Linked DNA regions of Mus musculus: region 2 is linked to region 1. A link is a contact called in public Hi-C data. All regions are on one chromosome and are shown on one strand. The core of a region is the stretch at or near the end of the contact, and the rest is flanking DNA. Distances in the headings are between cores, read along the strand shown.

The links. A called contact is a pair of places that touch in the nucleus more often than the background predicts.
Region 2: a Hi-C map of the G1E-ER4 cell line shows a contact between it and region 1, with 2.2 times the contacts expected there. The contact joins two enhancer-like sites.

The regions. Positions count from the first base shown.
Region 1 is chr3:9,465,170-9,467,869 of GRCm38.p6, forward strand. All of the region lies in intron 4 of Zfp704 (zinc finger protein 704), which reads right to left. Among named protein-coding and RNA genes, the nearest start is that of C030034L19Rik, 64 kb to the left of the region's middle. Within about 2 kb of position 1,337, at least 21 of the 459 cell types and tissues checked have an H3K27ac peak or open chromatin away from gene starts, as enhancers often do. A contact at or near this core is called in the G1E-ER4 cell line, where this site is marked.
Region 2 is chr3:10,139,578-10,142,277 of GRCm38.p6, forward strand. No RefSeq gene overlaps it. Among named protein-coding and RNA genes, the nearest start is that of Pmp2, 43 kb to the right of the region's middle. Within about 2 kb of position 1,419, at least 61 of the 459 cell types and tissues checked have an H3K27ac peak or open chromatin away from gene starts, as enhancers often do. A contact at or near this core is called in the G1E-ER4 cell line, where this site is marked.

The DNA of each region.
Region 1 (2,700 bases), core at 87-2,586:
GATACGTATTGATCCGTCAGTGCCGAGTGGCTCAGGGTGGTGAGCCTCTCCATCACCCAGTGTACCTTTGGGGTTGGTGTGCTCACGCACTATCCTCATTGGGACCGCTTCTGCACAGCACTCCCTTGGGAGACCTTCCTGCTCCTGAGAAGCAGATTCGGAATGAACGCTGTAGAGTTCACGATGCAGGTGGGCACCACTGTTGCAGGATATGTAACCACACTGTGGACCCCGAGATTGTGTTATTTATTGGAAAAACTTATTTCCAGTTGTGGTGTAGCTCAGCCCTAACACACACTTTTAATCCAGGAACTTTTTGCTTGAATACTGTAAACAAGATTTAAGTAAAATCAACCATAGGTCAAGAGGCATTTGACAGGGAGCGAATATGTGATTATTAACAAAAAGACATAGTAAGAGGGAGTCAGGAGGACCTGATAGGCAGATGCACAGGAAGTAGAAGGGAGGGACATTCGGTTTTGGGAGGTCCACTAAGGAGGAAGGTCAGTTGGTGCTTTCTCTGCCTGTCTGAGCTAGCAGGCTTTAACTCCAGCATCTGCAGCATCTGGCTCCCAAGTTTTCATTGGTAAAATTGAACAATTGGGATTTTGTTTAAAACAACACATCATACTTATGAGTTTTGTAGATCTGTGTGTTTTGGGGGATAAGTATAAGCCCAAAGATAAAAAATGCAGAGTGCAGCAAATGCTTAACTCGTGGTTGAAGACCACACAGCTACCGAAACTCCTGTGTTAGCTTACAGCTTCCTGTTTTGATTCAAGCTCCCCTCCAACCAACCCCCAGTAAAACTGTCCATGGTCACCACACCTACGAACCAAGGGAAAGTGATGAAAACCAGGTTTATAAGCGCCTCTGGGGTACTGTTGCTGGTCCAGTAGACAGACTCCTGAGTCAGGTTTCCTGTGTATTCCCAATTTCTGCCAGAGCTACCCAAACTCACAACATTGCAGCGAGTTTTCTCACATTAACCCCAAAAGTGCACTGGGTGACTGAGGGGTTCACAGTCACCGTGAGCCATTCAGCACTGATCTATCAATACAGGATCAGGCCCATGGCATCTTGTCTCTATGCCTAGGGTTCCTAAGCTCCCAACCCACTCAGCATCCAAGGGCGAAAGCACACACAGCACAGCACACACAGCACAGCAGTGACACACCCCAACTTCAGAATACACAGAACATCACACCTAGATATGACAGAACCAGGAATCTGACTTTCCAGAAGGTCTTGTGGAATTGGTAGTTAACTTTTACCCTTCTACAGAATTGGTTTTCTCTGGAGAGTACCATAGTGCCCATACTTTGGGTCATTGCATCACCTCGTGGTCATGACAGGAACTGCATCTTCTCAGAGTCCCAGTCACATTCCATAGTAGTTCGGAAACAATCTATTTGAAACCAGAGGAAACTCCTTTCATGGGTATTTTGTTCCCTATTCTAAGGAGGAATGAAGTATCCACCTATTGGTCTTCCCTCTTCTTGATTTTCTTGTGTTTTGCAAATTGTATCTTGGGTGTTCTATGTTTCTGGGCTAATATCCACTTATCAGTGAGTGCATATCTAATGACTTCCTTTGTGATTGGGTTACCTCACTAAAGTTTGGAGCTAAGACAAAAGGATGGACTATCCAGAGACTACCCCATCCGGGGATCTATCCCATAATCAGCCACCAAACCCCACACACTATTGCATATGCCAGAAAGATTTTGAGGAAGGGACCCTGATATAGCTGTCTCGTATGCCAGTACCTGGCAAATATAGAAGTGGATGCTCACAGTCATCTATAATATGGAACACAGGGCCCCCAATGGAGAAGCTAGAGAAAGCACCCAAGGAGCTGAAGGGGTCTGCAACCCTATAGGTGGAACAACAATATGAACTAACCAGTAACCCCCGGAGCTCTTGACTCTAGCTGCATATGTATCAGAAAATGGCCTAGTCGGCCATCACTGGAAAGAGAGGCCCCTTGGTCTTGCAAACTTTATATGCCCCAGTACAGGGGAACGACAGGGCCAAGAAGTGGGAGTGGGTGGGTAGGGGAGCAGGGCAGGGGTAGGGGTAGGGAACTTTCGGAATAGCATTTGAAATGTATATAAAGAAAATATCTAATAAAGAAAAAGAAAGAAAGAAACCAGAGGAAAAAAGTCTGCTAGATTCTGCCCTCCCAAAGCTGGCCAAGTGACGTGCAGAGCCAGGACAGCTTGGTGCCTCTCTCACATTTCACCGCTGTGGCTGAGGAAGGAGTAGTGTCCCTCTTGTGCCTCAGCTCCCACCGGCCCATAGACTAGGCTGCCATTCTCCTCTGTGGATTCTTTTACTCATCTTGCTCACAAGCAGCCTCTATTATTTATGCTCAGCTCACTGTTTTTCTGTCACAATATAAACAACCTTGGGCAAGCCGTACAAATTTAATCACTTGCTTCTGCAAAGTGGGAATCAGGCTCTACCGAAAACTGTGGGTCCAATGAAATGAAAAGCTGCATGTATACACATCTGATAAACTGTGACAAAACGTGTAAATGCAGTGCTCATCAGATAATACGTGTCTGTGCATAGCACTTCACACTTTGAACTTCCTTATTCGAGTGTTAGCAGGTCAGACAGAGCGGAGGGTGTCCGCAATCATGACCCATACCTACGTGCAGTGAACACTTCTCTCGCTGTGTTTACAGTCTAGGGA
Region 2 (2,700 bases), core at 169-2,668, 670 kb after region 1:
CTTTCCCTCCCTCCCTCCCTCCCTCCCTCCCTCCCTCCCTCCCTCCCTCCCTCCCTCCCTCCCTCTCTCCCTCCCTCCTTTTCTCCCTCCCTCCATCCCCCCCCTCCCCAGCATCTCTCCTCTGTGTTCTCTCTGGCATAGTTTCATGTAACTTAGGCTGGCTTTTAACTCACTGTTGCTGTGGATGGCACACACACCTCTTGTACCTCCCGCACACACGTCTCCCTCCCCATTCTGCTGTTACAGTTCCTAACCACCGTACTCTTGGCCTCACACTAGGCGGCCGCTCTGCTTCCTGGGCTGCGTCCCCATGCCTCTAAGTTATCTCCTAAATATTCTTTGGCTTTCCATTATACTTGAGTCTTCAATCAATGGAGACAGAAATGCAGATTATTATTTATGTGTTTTCTACAGGGGAAATCTCTTGTCTCGGTCTGATACTCATGGACTAATCCATCATTAATCATATTTGCATGTATTTCTGCATGTTCCTGGGATGTCAGTTCTGGCTTATATAAATTTCAAAAAGATGCCCAATCTCATTAGTCGCAGAAATGCACACTAATCCATTTCAGATTCATCAAGTTGGCCAAATCAAAGCTTCTAATAACGTTAGGTGTTTACACAGGCCCAGCATTACTGCTGGAGCGAGACTCACAGAGCCACTTCAGAGAAATTCAACACACTATCGGGAATTCAGACTCTGAGAACTGTCAGTTCAGATCCTAAGCACATTCCTCAGAAAGGCCTTCCTCACACGTACACCACGTACACCACGAGGCATAGTCTATATATGCTGATTCTGCAGCAGCACTCACGGCCTGCGAGCTAAAACTCTGGAGTAGAGCCAAACACCTGGCCAGACAGTGTGGCTTCACACTGCAGCTGCACTAGCCTCAGTTCATGTGCTAACGTGGAGAAAACTGAAGTTAGGCCAGGAGTGAAAAGAAGCCGTTGCCAGATGAACAATATAAATTACAGACAGAAATGTTAAAGGATATATAAAATAGTGATAAATGTTTTTTTAAAAGGCAAGGAATGAGTAAGCATTCAGTATGATGCTCATTTCTGCGGAGGGCTGAATGTACAAGGGGTTGATGCTACATTAAAAGGATTGTCAAAATTGTATCTAAAAATTGATGTCTATATATACTAGATAATTCATAATGATATTTTATAGGAAATAATCACCATATTATGTTGGTACAGTAGCCTCAGAAGCCAATGAGGATGGCTATGGAGGCTCTGTTGAGGCCTTTAATAGGAAACCTATTTCCTTCTGTCAGAAACGTAGGATTCACCTCTCGCCCTGGTTAGACACAGACCGCTCTGATCTACCTGGGAATAGTTATAGAGATGAGCCTGTCTATCGCCTTCTAGAGACTGCCACCCAGGAGGTCTGAGTCAGCTAAACCTCCTGAGAGCCCTCCTGAGGGCAGTCACTCAGGGAGCCACATCCTCTGCTAAGACTGCTTGATTTTCTGGGCTACTCAGAAAAACAATATTTTTTTTTTCATTTTCTTCCTTTTATCTCTTTTCCCCAGATGTCAGCATGCTCCCACTGATAGGCTGGCCTTCCTTACTCTTAGTAATGGCTCCATCCCTATGCCCTGTCCTTATCTCCCCTCCTTTTTCTCCCCCCTCCCCCCCCCCCGCAGTTGCTGAATTTACAGGTTGCCTACCCTTAAAATTAAAAAACAAAAAAACAAAAAAAACCCTCCTCAAGTCTGCTTTTAAAATTGTGCTTTAAAGATAATTTTAAATTCTTTATTGATGAGACCAAAAACCCAAAGGGAAAACCCCAATTTCTCCGATAATATATGGCATCTAATGCGGAGATTCCCTAAAGTTTCCTGTAATAATACAACAAGAATTATAGGAATTAATACTTTTTGTGCTGTATATATGTGTTCTTGTGTGTGTTTTCCTGTGTCTATGAGGGTATATGCATGTGTAGTTGTGTGCATGTGTGCAGGGCAGGGATAGGAATGGGGGGGAGGTGTGTCTGGGAGTTCAGAGTCAGCACAGGGTGTTTTCTTCTTCAAATGCTATGTACCTCTCTTTAAAAAATTTTTTTTATTGCACTTTATATACTTATTTTGAGAGTGTGTGTGTGTGTGTGTGTGTGTGCGCGCGCGTGCGCGCGCACATGCGCTCAGGCACTCGTTTGAAGGTCAGGGGATACCTTAAGGGAGTCAGGCCACTCCTCCCAGCACGTGATCCCCGGGATCAAATCCTAAGGATCAAACTTGGCAGCAGGTACCTTTACCCACAGAGCCATCTTGCAGCTCAACACCAGGCAATTTTATTTACCATTTTACAGGTTCCTTCTGGAAACTAGATGCCACAGAAGCGTGAAAAACCCTTGGCAACCTTCCAGAACAAAAGCAGCGTCCAGAGCGCTTTAGCGCAGGCTCGGTGGCTCCTGATAAGCCCTCTGCCGCTGCAGATGGCCAGGGCCATCTTCCTGCTCAACATCCCCTCTTTCTTTTAATTCTTAGGGGTTTGTTTGTTTGTTTGTTTGTTTAAGTATGAATCTGAAGCTTACTGATGAGCTAGACTTAGTGGACAGTGAGCCCCACCCAGGAGGTTGCTAGAAATACAACGCTTGCTGCCAAGGCCAGCTTTAGAGTTGGGGATCTTAACTCAGATGCTTAGGTATTCACTGCAAGCAAGAATTGTTTTTAAAAGGCATCATGG